Regions from separate parts of the Mus musculus genome. Here all the other regions are linked to region 2. A link is a contact called in public HiChIP or PLAC-seq data. All regions are on one chromosome and are shown on one strand. The core of a region is the stretch at or near the end of the contact, and the rest is flanking DNA. Distances in the headings are between cores, read along the strand shown. Region 1 has its middle 3.6 kb from the start of Ranbp3. Region 2 overlaps Acer1 (alkaline ceramidase 1). Region 3 has its middle 23 kb from the start of Adgre1.

Region 1 (4,170 bases), core at 1,246-3,745, 290 kb after region 2:
GGTTTTTAGTTTTGAAAGAGAGTGTCATTACATAGCTCAGGCTGGTCTGGAGTTTTCAGTAATCCCCCTGCCTCAGCTTCCAACTCCTGGGAACATGAATGTGTGCATACAACGCAACCTTCTGTCTCCCTGGTGTATGTGGTGAGTGTGGATGTATGTGCACAGCAAGTGTACATGAAGAAGTAGGGGGGTTGGGGATCCTGCTCTATGTGTCTGCTTTATTCACTTCAGACAGCCTCCCTCACTCAACCTGGAGCTACACTGGGCTAGGGTCACAGGCCCTCCTAGCCATCCTGGCTTCTCACGTGGGTGCTGGGATTTGAACTCCTGTCCAAATGCTTTACCAGTCAAGCCATTGCTCCAGGTCTTCTCAGTCCCCTTTTCCCCTGTGGACCTCCCTGTCTGACCCTGTGACCTTCCATCACTATGATGTTTTCCTGAGTGCTGTATGAGCCTTGCACAGTGACTCAGTGTCTCTATGTTATCACAGAACTTAATACCAGCACCCAGGAGGGAGGGGCAGGTGCATCTCTGTGAGATGGAGTCCAACCTGATCTACAGAGTAAGACCCTATTTCAAACAAACAAAAGAAACCAATAAACTCCTAAACTTGTTAAACTAGTGGACCTCAAACTTCGTAATAGTGCAACCTTTTAGTACAGCTCCTCATGGTGTGGTGATCCCCAGCCATAAAAGCATTTCCTTGCTACCTCATAACTGTAAGTTTTCCACGATTCTGAATCATAAGGTAAATAGTTGATGTGTGACCCTCAAATGGGGGAACCATGTGAGAACCACTGCCCCAAGCCATAACAGAAAGATCTTTGTAAACTGAACAAGGAAACAGGTTATTATACAGCTCAAGGGTTCTGCACACTGGTTGCTCTTGCAGAGATCCCGAGTTCTCTCCCCAGCACCCACATCAGGCAATGCACAAGATCCTGTAAGCCCAGCTCCCAGGGTTGTGATGGCCTCTCGTGGCCTCCCTAAGAACTGTGTTTACATGCACAAACCCGCGTACAGACACACAGACATCCACATGGAATAAAATAATAAAATTTTTATTTTAAAATTATTTTCTGGGCTGGTGAGATGGCTCAGTGGGTAAGAGCACCCGACTACTCTTCCGAAGGTCCAGAGTTCAAATCCCAGCAACCACATGGTGGCTCATAACCATCCCTAACGAGATCTGACTCCCTCTTCTGGAGTGTCTGAAGACAGCTACAGTGTACTTACATATAATCAATAAAATAAATCTTTAAAAAAAATTATTTTCTAAAATTTAAATTTTAAAAATTAAAAGAAAAAAGAATGTACTTTAAATACTACTAGCTTCCTACTCTGGTCACTGGGGTACAAGTGGTCAGGCGTGGTACCTTCTCCCTCCAGGGAGATCCCCAGCCATACAGTACCCAGGAGTAAATTAGAATTGAAAATTAACAACGGTGCTGCCATCCCTGTGGCTCTGTGTCAGTAAATCTCTGTACAGTCTGAAGCTATGTCACACGTCATGTTCTGCGACGCCTTGTGACCAACTGCATAGAATCCAGCAGTGGCTTTTTGAGGGACATCCGGAGACTCAGGAGCTCTGGACCCAGAAGGCTAGGTTTACACTATGAGTTGATTCTGCTGTGGGGGGCTGGTGGCCTTCTATCCCTCAGCCTTCAGTTCCACTCAGCCAGAATTCCAGGAAATAATCCTTGGTGACTGAGAACTGTGTGTATCGGGGATTGAAATCTGGGCTGTAGCAGAGTCGGCCGTACAGTCACACAGAGTGCACAAGGCCAGGCTTCCATCTGCAGCACCGCATAAAACACACGCTTGTCATCCCAGCACCGGCATGCAAGGTAGGAGGAGTAGGGGTTCAAGGTCAACCTCAACTACACAGTGAGTTTAAGGTCAGAATGAGTTCCATGACTTCAAATATAAAATAAGAAAATAAGAAAGGGCCGACCAGTGGTGGCACACACCTTTAATCCCAGCACATGGGAAGCAGAGGGAGGCAGATTTCTGAGTTCAAGGCCAGCCTGGTCTACAGAGTGAGTTCCAGGGATACACAGAGAAACCCTGTTTTGAAAAACAGAGAGAGAGAGAGAGAGAGAGAGAAGAAGAAGAAGCAGAAGCAGGAGAAGGAGAAGGAGAAGGAGAAGGAGAAGGAGAAGGAGAAGAAGAAGAAGAAGAAGAAGAAGAAGAAGAAGAAGAAGAAGAAGAAGAAGAAGAAGAAAGAGAAGTTCTTTGGCCCACTTCTCATCCAGAAATAGGGGTCCATTTCATCTCGACTAGGACATGTGTTAATCAAAACCAACGTAGCTTGTCTTCAGTGGAAGTATATAGCAGTTCCTACAGGGGACAGGAACACAGCTTCCCTTCCTTTGAGAGTAGGTTTGTCGTATTATTATTATTAATTATTTTGAGCCAGGGACTCATGCAGCCCAGGCTGGCCTCGCATCACTCCCTATGCAGTCGAAGATAACCTTACCCTTTGACCTGCTGTCCCAGTTCCCGAGCTGGGTTGTGAGGTGCATGTATGCCTTTACTGCCATGCGCTGGTTGGTTGTATTTCTGACACAGGATTTCACTCTAGCCCAGGCTAGCACAAATTTGTGGGAGATCCTCCTACCTCTCTTTGTCTTGTACTGGATATGTGGACAGAACCTGTGGCGCCTCGAGACCCCCAAATCCAAACTTGAAAGAGGTTTTGCACAGTGGCCACTGGGGGGCAGCAGAGGACTGCGATGTCAGAGCCAGCGGGTGCTTGTGCGTGAATGCCCGCCCATGAGTGTGCGTGCGCGTCAATGAGGATCCAAAGGTCCATCAGGTGTCTTCCTCACTTTACCCAACGGTACCCCTGCGCCCTGTCCTGCAATCCCGGCGCCGTCGTGTGCCGCCATGCACCCCGGCCCAGCAGCGCTGCTGTTCAGCTGTTGAGGGGAACAAACTGCAGACTTGGGATCACCCTTTCCGCACTGAGCCGGCTTCCCAGTTCTTGAAGTCACAGACCCTGCACCCGGCTTCTTTGTGGATTCTGGGGAGCTGAACTCATGTCCTCAAGCTTGCATGCAGAGGCCCTGCCCAGGACTTGTAGGTCGTCTGGGCGACATCTCCTAGTGCTCTGGTCGCCAGCACCAAGAGCTGTGCGGTGTTTAAAGGGCTCCCTCATTCCGCGGAGAGCTTCCTGGACCCGAGAGTCCCACAGGACAAGGGTGCACTGTTCAAGGGAGGAGGAGGGGGAGAGGGAGGGAAGCAGGAGGAGAAGGAGGCTGCAGCGGCGGTAGCAGCAACAACAAGGGTCAGTTCAGTCTTGGGACTGGGAATCCAAGGAGGAATGAAGGACGCATCCTCCACCCAATCCAGTGTCACCAGCATATATGCATTGAACCAGCCACTCTGTTCCCCACTCTGGCTACAGGGGAACTCAGCCATAGTAAGGAGATGGAGCCTGTGATCTGAGATTCCTGGAAAGGGAGAAAATCCACCCCTGTGGGAAGAATCTCTAAGACTGATGGTTAGAACATCTGACATTAGAGGGTTGGAATGTTGCAGATCCAGAGCCAAATTATCACGGACTGTTTAGCCCCTTAACAGCTGGTGTGGTTAGCCCACTCTCCCTGCCACCCATGCCACCCTGTAGACTCGTGTGTGAATGCCTGGTCCATAGGAAGTGATACTATTAGGAGGATCCGCCTGCCTCTGCCTCCCAAGTGCTGGGATTAAAGGCGTGTGCCGCCAATGCCCGGTGGCTTTGAAGTTTTATCAGCTCAAGTTTGGCCAGTGTATCCCAGTCTCTCCCTGCTGCCTGTGGGTCAGGATGTAGAACTTTCAGCTTTGTCTCTAGCACCACGTCTGCCTGCATTCCACCATGCTTCTCACAATGTACTCAACCTCTGAAACACTAATTACATGCTGCCCTGTGGTCATGATGTCTCTTCACACCACAGAACACTGACTAAGACAACAGCCATTCATTAGTCACTTCCGTGTCATTGCTGTCCTTGTATCAGCTGGGTGAGTCTTTTTGAACTGCATAAAGAGACCACTAGCTTCTCTACCTGTCCCAAGGCTAAGGATGAAGTCAGGCATCATCGTCTGAGACCCACAGCAGAAGTTTTCAGCTTTGGGGTTACTGGCAACCTAGTGTGCATGCCAATCGATGTCCTTGTGAAGTGCTGA
Region 2 (4,257 bases), core at 132-2,631:
CCTACTGACTGCTAGAGTTAGAGGTCAGTAATACTAATGAATGAATAACATTTTTAAAAAGAAAGGGAGATCTAGGCGTGGTGGTGCACATCTTTAATTTCAGCACTTAGGAGGCAGAGGCAGGTGGATCTCTGGGACTTTGAGGCCAGCCAGGTCTACACATAGAGTTTCAAGATAGTCAGACTCTTAGAGTGAAAGCCTGTCTCAAAACAAACAAACAAACAAGAAAAATAAAATGAGTCTGGGGATCAGACTAAGATGACTGGGAAACTTACAGTTGAATGATGGACAAATCTTGGTTCATTCCTGGACAGCCCATGCGATGGGGTACTTAGGAATGAGCCCTAGGTGGGCAGGAGCTCCCACCAGCTCTTGTCTTACTAGCTCTGTTCTTGTTTCTCCTGCAGTTCAGCAATGTGTTCTTCCTCATCTTTGGACCCCTCATGATGTTCCTCATGCATCCGTATGCCCAGAAGCGTACCCGGTGTTTCTATGGAGTGTCAGTCCTCTTCATGCTCATAGGTAGGTGTGCGTGTTTGAGGCTGGGGAAGTGTGCTGGAAATGCTCCCTCCCCTTGACGGCCTCTACTTGCGTCTGCCTTCCTACAGGTCTGTTCTCCATGTATTTCCACATGACACTCAGCTTTCTGGGACAGCTGCTGGATGAGATCTCCATCCTGTGGTTGTTGGCCAGTGGATACAGTGTGTGGCTGCCCCGTTGCTATTTTCCCAAGTTCGTCAAGGGGAACAGGTAGAGCAGGCACACCAAGTCATCTGTGGGGAGGGGAATTTAATGAACACAAAAAAAAAAAAAAAAAAAAAAAAAAAAAACCAAAACCAAAAACAAAACCAAAAAACCCTCATAACCTAAAACCCTTATAACCTTTACTCAGATATCTGTTCTCCATCTTCTGAACTCTCCATGTTTTTCCAAACCTCTCGCCTGACCTTATCAGGCCTCTTGAGTCCCCTGGCCCCTCTTCATCCTCCTAACCCACCTCAGGCTCTTTAATCTCTGCCTGGTACACCCGGGTTCTCTTAAATCCTGTCTTTCTTGAGCAGACCCAAGGAAACCCAGAGGCTCCTCCTGAGCCCAGATGTACTCTCCAGGGTTCTTGGTTTGTCCTATCTATTTTGGCTGCCCAAGGTGATCTCGCTGAGTCCTTCAGCACCTCTCCCACCCTGTCTCACTCTCAGGTTCTACTTCAGCTGCCTGGTAACTATAACCACTATTATCAGCACCTTCTTGACGTTCGTGAAGCCCACAGTCAATGCATATGCTCTCAACAGCATCGCCATCCACATCCTCTACATTGTGCGCACAGAGTACAAGAAGTGAGTGCTGGGTGATGGAGGCGTGGTCAGGGTGGAGCCCCAGGAGGTGTGGTCGGGGTGGAGCCCCGCCTAGAACACTCCCTCCCCTCCCCACCAGGGTCTGAGGCGTGGTCAGGGTGGGGCCCCTAGGAGTTGTGGTCAGGGTGGAGTCCCTCTGGGACTCCCACTGGGCTGGGTGTTAAAGTGTGAAGCCCCTGCTTAATATGTTCTAGTATGTGGGTTCTGTTGCCAACATCACAAAAAACAATTGTGCCTTTTTAGGAAGTGAATGGCGGTTGCAGTTGCCTAAGAGTTTCCTTCTGTTTCCCTTTGGAGCTGTGTTCTTTTCAGCAGTTCTGTGTGCTTTTAGAGTTTCTGAGTCCAGTCTCCTGAAGAGGGCACCCATTCTCCATGTTGACCAGTGAGCAGGAAGGGCAAGGCTTCTTTCTGAGCAGTCTGTCAGTCTGCAAACATTGTCTTAAAGCATATACTGTAAAGGTGGTGGAGGTACACGCCTTTAATCCCAGTTCCCGGGAGATAGAGGCAGGCAGATCTCTATGAGTTTGAGGCCAGCCTGGTCTATAGAGCGAGTTCCAGAACCGCTAGGGCTACACAGAGAAACCCTGTCTCGAAAAACCAAACACACATATATTTTATATTAATTTATTTTTATTTATGTGCATCACAACATCTGTGTACCACAGCGTGGGTCCCACCCATCCAACTGGGGTTGTGAGGTTAGCAGCAAGCGCCTTTACCTACTGAGCCATCTTGCAGTCCAGAGGTTGTCCTTTTCATTTACTTTCTTATTAGACTAAAATCCACAGGTATACCAACTGTGTACAATAGGTTGAGCTGACTATGTATCATTGAGTCAACTGAAATCCACAGGTCAAGTTATACAAAACTTGCCAGTGAAACCGACAAACTGTAAACTGTCGGCCAATCCGACCAGAAACCAAAGGTCAAGCCAAAGAAACCATAAAAAACTGGAAACCGGAAACCGGAAACCATTAACAAAACCAACCAGAAACGATAAAGACAACTGGAAATCATAGATCCAGCAAGCCAGAAACCATAAGTCAAAGCAATTAGAAGCACTGGTCATGTTAACAGACACTATAGAGCAGTATAAGTGAAAATCATTAGTGAAGCCAACTGGAAGCCATTGCCCAATGGGATACAGACATCATCAGTCAAGCCAATTGGAAGTCACTAGGCAAAGTATCCAGCGAATGGCTTCATCATGAGGGGAGCAGACAGACCTGTATGTCTATTGATATCGGACAGCTTTCTCACTCATCTCTAGAATATTCTTCCGGAGACCTCGATTTGATTCTGCTGACCAGGAGGCTACATTATGGTCTTGAGTTGTTTCAAGACATGACTACCAGAAAATGCACTGCCCTATTGCACTCCCGCATACACACACACACACACACACACACACACACACACACACCCATATACAACCCCCCACATAACCTACTCACCACTCCCCCAAGACCTCATTGAGTGTTAACTATTAGCACATAGTAAGCAACATTGCTAGCTTTCTGCTACAGTCACATAGCTGAGACAGCACAAAGAGTTAAAATTAGTTCCACATGACCTCACAGGACTTATATAGTCCTAAGTATTTGTGAGGCCAAACAAGAGGATTAGTTTAGCCTAGGAGTTTGAAGCCAGATTGAAATGTATAGGCAGATATAGTGTGTGTGTGTGTTTGTGTGTGTGTATGTGTGTGTGTGTGTGTGTGTGTGTGTGTGTGTGTGAGAGAGAGAGAGAGAGAGAGAGAGAGAGACAGAGAGACAGAGAGACAGAGAGACAGAGAGACAGAGACAGAGAGACAGAGAGACAGAGAGAGAGAGACAGAGAGATAGAGAGAAACAGAATGAAAAAGAGACAGAGACAGTGAGAATTATTCTATTTTTTTTCTTTCTAATATTTTCTTCCTTTTTCTACACAGGACTTCACTGTGTGGCTCAGGTTGGCCTCCAAAATACCAGAGATCCTCCCCGCTCTGCCTCCCAGGTTCTGAGACAACAAAGGTGCCTCTCCACACCTGGCTTGGGCTAATTGTTGTTGTCTATCTGTTTTGGCTCATGGTTTTAGAGGTTTGCGTACTACTGATTGCTTGACTCTATTGACTTGGGTTGGTGGGACTGGGGTTCCCACAATCCTTTTCAAGAACACATTTTAAGTGAATGGAAGATGTCTTCTAGGCCCCAAATCAGAAAGGTTCCATTAACTTCCTCACAGAGTGGAGGTAAAGACAGATCTTTTAACACAAGAGCCATTGGGAGACACCCCAGAGCCAACTTATAGCAAACACCAGCTCTCTTGAAAACACCATTTGTCCTTCTCCCAACCTATGAGATACATCTCCTGGATAGATGAATTTCCCATCAGCCACTTAGAACACTGCCTTCTTTCTGTGTTAGTGCAGATGTGTCTATCAATCATCTACATCTATCATCCATCCATCCATCCATCCATCCATCCACCTACCTATCATTAACCCACAAACCCACCAATTCATCCACTCACCCTCCTACCCACTACCTATCCACCCACCCACAAACACCCAACCCATCTACCTACCCACCATCCAACCATCAATCCACCTGTCCATCTGTCTGTCTGTCCATCCAGCAGCTCACCACCCACCCCCAGCCCAGGCTCTCTCTTTGTCCCCAGGATTAGGGATGATGATCTTCGGCATCTGATTGCGGTTTCTGTGGTCTTATGGGCCGCTGCACTGACCAGCTGGATCAGTGACCGTGTACTTTGCAGCTTCTGGCAGCGGATTCACTTCTACTACCTGCACAGCATTTGGTAAAATACCCCTCTTGGATCCCAAGAACCCAAGTCAGAGTTCAGATGCACTCCAAGTAGAGAAGTGTCTGGGGTGCAAGAGTGGGAGAGGGACAAGATCCAGACC
Region 3 (4,239 bases), core at 1,212-3,711, 380 kb before region 2:
CGTCTGCCCACCATTATCAACTTGGTGCCCTCCCTTGTTGGTTGGTCTTCTAACCTCCTAAGTCAAATCTGTGCCACTCACATGTGTTTTCCTAAGACGGGGTCTTCCTCGCTACCCTAGAATCCGCAAGTCGAGACATGGATCCTCACGTTTGTGGAGCGAGCACTGGAGCAGCTGGGCCAGCCAGCACGCTTCAGGAAAAGCACAACCATCCACAGAGACGCTGGTTTCTAATTAGGACTTCAAACGGATCCAGGTTCTGTGTGTGTGCAGCCTATCCCTCAATCCCACCGGCCTCCTCTCCACCTCCCTTGCTGAGGAGACTCCAAAGTACACAGGCTGTGTGGTTTATTCCGTTCCTTTTTTTTTTTTTTTTTTTTTTTTCCTCGTCGGGTGATGCACACCTTAACAATTTGGTACGTAGATTACGAGTGAAATGGTGACCTCTCGAGGCAGTTAGCATCCCCCTCCCCTTCAACCATCGCCTTGTCCTTTCTCATGTGTTTGTTTGTTTGTTTGTTTGTTTGTTTGAATGTGTATCCTGCTGTGTGCATGTGGAGGTCAGACGTCAGCTTTCAAGAAATGGTCCTCACCTTCCACCACAAGAGTTCCAGAGGATGAACTTGGGTCATCAGAAACTGACAAGTGTATTCACTACTGAGCCCTGTCCACACACACCCATTTAGTGGGGGAGGGAGGAGGGGTTGGTTGGTTTTTGGTTTTGGTTTTGGGGTTTTGGGTTTTGGTTTGGATTTTGGTTTGGGGTTTGTTTGGGTTTTTTTGGTTGGTTGGTTGGTTGGTTGGTTGGTTGGTTTGGTTTGGTTTGGTTTTTTGTTTTGTTTTGTTTGTTTGTTTTGTTTTGTTTTGTTTTGTTTTTTGAGACAGTGTTTCTCTGTGTAGCCCTAGCTGTCCTGGAACTCACTCTGTAGACCAGGCTAGTTTCAAGGGCATGTGCCTGCCTCTGCCTCTCTCTCTTTCTCTCTCTCTCTCTCTCTCTCTCTCTCACTCTCTCTCTCTCTCTCTGCCTCTCTGCCTCTCTCTCTCTGTCTCTCTCTGTCTCTCTCTGTCTCTCTCTCTCTCTCTCTCTCTCTCTCTCTCTCTCTCTCTCTCCCTCTCCCTCTCCCTCTGCCTCTGCCTCTGCCTCTGCCTCTGCCTCTGCCTCTGCCTCTGCCTCTGCCTCTGCCTCTGCCTCTGCCTCTGCCTCTGCCTCTGCCTCTGCCTCTGCCTCTGCCTCCCAAGTGCTTGGATAAAAGACCTTTGTCACCACAGCCAGCCTAAGTTTTTATTAAAACAGATACTGCTCACTCTAGCTGAACCTCGTGGTGCAGGTTATGAAATCTCAGATACTGGGGAGGCTGAGGCAGGAGGATTATAAGCACAAATCCAGCCTTGATCTGCTACATAGAGAGACCCAGGCTGTGGGGGGAGGGGAGGCTCAGTCAGTAAGTGTTTGCTAAGCAAGCAAAGCTCCCTGAGTGAGCTCTGCACACCCTCACTTAAAGTCCAGGCATGGAAATGAAGTTCTATAATCTAGCCCTGGAGAGAGGGAGGTGTGGAGATCAATGTATCCCCAAGGTGGCCAGCCTACTTACTGAACTCCAGGGCTATAGAAGAACCTGTCTCAAAAAAATAAGGTGGAACCCTCTCCCCAAGAGGAGACAAGGAAGACTGTAAGAGCCAGAAGTCAGGCACGACTGAAGCAGGATCTCGGTACTAATAAACTACAGCACCTGTGGCTGCTGCTTATAATCAGACCAGTCAACCTTACAGCAGGAGTTGGAAGGGCTCATGAGCCCACCCTAACTGAGGAGCTGGACAGTTGATGGCTGCTGATGGAGGGAGAGGCAGTTTTCTTTAAACTATGCCCCTGACCCCGCAGGCTGACCATGCCCCAGTGGATAGCCACACACCAAGTACTACATGGACACCCCAAATTAAACTGGATGGGCTATTTAAAATTTAAAAAGAAGGCATGGTGTTGTAAGACGATTTGGATGACAGCGGATCTGGGAGGAGTTGGGGAATATACACAGTTGAACCCAGGGGCCATATCACTCGTGGACGCTAGGTGGCAGCACAGGGCTGCAAGTGAGCGCTGTGTGGTTAGACTGCAAAGTGTTCCTTGAAGTGAAAAATGGGGGCCTCGGCGCCACAGACAAGGAAACACAGCCTGCTGGAGTCTATGCCTGACTTCATAGGCTGGAATTCCACCAGTACAAGGGTCATTGTTTCGGATAAATGCATTTCTCTTTTAAAAAATAATAAAATTATCCAGAGTACCAATTCAACAAATGAAGCTCAGATCCACCTAGAAATCACTAGAGATAAAAATAAGTTGTAAACATTTTTTAAGAAAAATATGTAACAATAAATTATTGAAGGGTAGGGGCTGTGAGGTGGCTCAGCAAGTAAAGAAGTTTTGCACCTAATGACCTGAGTTTAATCTCTAGGGCCTACACGATAGAAAAAGGGAACTGACTCCTGCACAATGTCCTCTGGCCTCCTATTGCTCTCGGGATACTCACACACTCGTTCACACAAACACAAATCAAATAAATTTAATAAGAAACTAAGCCGGGCAGCGGTGGCGCACTCCTTTAATCCCAGCACTCGGGAGGCAGAGGCAGGTGGATTTCTGAGTTCGAGTTCGAGGCCAGCCTGATCTACAGAGTGAGTTCCAGGACAGCCAGGGCTACACAGAGAAACCCTGTCTCAAAAAAATAAATAAATAAATAAATAATAAAAATAAAAAACAGAAAAGAAAATAAACTAAAAATAAATTGAAGACACCATATCATCCAGTAGTGCCGCTGGCCATTCCTTCTAGAAGACTGGGTGGAGATGCCAGAAATACCAGGGTCCCTTCCTGGGGGCCTCTCTAGGCTCATATCCACAGACTTGTGAGTAAACACGTGTGCACACCCACAAATAAACTCAATCTCTTCCGTCTTTCCTCCCCTCTGCAAACGACCCGCCCAGCTGCAGACGTTGTGTCATTACCGCACATGTCCGCGAGGGGGCGATCGTGCCTTTAACGTCCAGCTGTCTGCCTCGGACCGGTCCTGCTTGGATGTCTGCCCCTGCGTTTGAAGCTTATGTCCGATTTCCCACATCTTCATCCATGTTTTTAAATCCCTAGAACAGTGTAGGGAGAGTATTTTGAGGACTGGCCTAGTTTCTGTTGCTATAATAAAATATCCTGACCAAAAAAAAAAAAAAAAAGGGAGCTTTGGAAGCTAGGGGTTGAGTTTACAGGTCTAGATTACAGCCCATCTTTGTGGGGCAGTTAGAACACACACCTCAAACAGCTGGCCGCGTGACAACCACAGTCAAGAATGAAGAAGTGAAGGCCAGCATGCTCATTTCTCCACAGTTCTGGATCCCTGCCTAGGGAATGGTGTGGCCCACTACAGGCTGGGTCTTCCCACATCAATCCCCCACAGACCCTACAAGTCAACCCACCGTAGGCAGTCACTACAGCAAAACGTAACTTGAGCTGACTAATACAAACTTCTGCCACCCTGAGCCTTAAAGATGGACTGAACACTCTGGGCATGGCTGGAATGGCTCCAAGAGCAGATTCGTGACCTCTAACTCCTCAGCATCGCATGATTCAGCCTTTCTTTTTCATGGGAGAACCATGGGAGCAGGCAGCATTCTGTTACCATGGTGCTTGTGATGGTTAACCTTGACTGTGGACTTGAACTTGAACTTGAATCAGCTGAGAGACGTGCTTCTGGGGAAATTCACGGGGGGACTTTGCCCCTTCCTGGAGAGCTCCTCCACTCTGTTACTGCCCCTGTGTTGTTCCTACAATCCTTATCTGACATGCATTGAAGACCTGGGACCCTCCAGAAATCCCCCCACCCCAGGCCTTCAGATCTGGACTTTGCAGCACCCACCTCATAGACTGGGCTGCTACCAGGTTCTCGGCCTTGGCAGCATACAGGCAGCCATTATAGACTGCCCAGGCTGTATCAGATAAGCCAGACGAACAAATCTTCCTTTGATACCTATTGATTCTATCAGTCCTGTTCCTCTAGTGAACTCTAATGCAGTTCTTGAAGCCCGCAAATCCAGTGACTCTCCCTACAGTGAAGGCAGACCCTTCAGACGTGATAAGCATTTCAGACCAGACTCCTGTGCCATAGTCTATCGTTGGCCAAGAATGTGTGTGAGACAGCACTCGGGCACTGACTTTCCTGAGAGAGAACCAGGCAGTGCTGTGGCCTCTGTTAG

Evidence for each region. HiChIP or PLAC-seq counts read pairs in DNA pulled down with a chosen protein or histone mark.
Region 1: an H3K4me3 HiChIP or PLAC-seq map of bone marrow-derived macrophages shows a contact between it and region 2, with 4 times the contacts expected there. The contact joins two enhancer-like sites. A contact is called at or near these places in 2 of 39 promoter capture datasets (embryonic stem cells and pre-B cells), 3 of 484 Hi-C or Micro-C datasets (the Ba/F3 cell line, CD4 T cells and embryonic stem cells) and 4 of 115 datasets of contacts at active chromatin or transcription factors (bone marrow-derived macrophages and embryonic stem cells).
Region 3: an H3K4me3 HiChIP or PLAC-seq map of bone marrow-derived macrophages shows a contact between it and region 2, with 4 times the contacts expected there. The contact joins two enhancer-like sites. A contact is called at or near these places in 1 of 15 datasets of contacts at CTCF or cohesin (embryonic stem cells), 1 of 115 datasets of contacts at active chromatin or transcription factors (bone marrow-derived macrophages) and 1 of 9 other capture datasets (embryonic stem cells).

What each region holds. Positions count from the first base shown.
Region 1 is chr17:56,667,561-56,671,730 of GRCm38.p6, reverse strand. No RefSeq gene overlaps it. Among named protein-coding and RNA genes, the nearest start is that of Ranbp3, 3.6 kb to the left of the region's middle. Within about 2 kb of position 2,495, at least 72 of the 459 cell types and tissues checked have an H3K27ac peak or open chromatin away from gene starts, as enhancers often do. A contact at or near this core is called in bone marrow-derived macrophages, where this site is marked.
Region 2 is chr17:56,955,390-56,959,646 of GRCm38.p6, reverse strand. Acer1 (alkaline ceramidase 1) reads left to right here. Exons shown (of 6, transcript NM_175731.4): 2 at 408-522; 3 at 609-750; 4 at 1,197-1,334; 5 at 4,014-4,151. Among named protein-coding and RNA genes, the nearest start is that of Mllt1, 22 kb to the right of the region's middle. Within about 2 kb of position 1,381, at least 102 of the 459 cell types and tissues checked have an H3K27ac peak or open chromatin away from gene starts, as enhancers often do. A contact at or near this core is called in bone marrow-derived macrophages, where this site is marked.
Region 3 is chr17:57,333,708-57,337,946 of GRCm38.p6, reverse strand. No RefSeq gene overlaps it. Among named protein-coding and RNA genes, the nearest start is that of Adgre1, 23 kb to the left of the region's middle. Within about 2 kb of position 2,461, at least 49 of the 459 cell types and tissues checked have an H3K27ac peak or open chromatin away from gene starts, as enhancers often do. A contact at or near this core is called in bone marrow-derived macrophages, where this site is marked.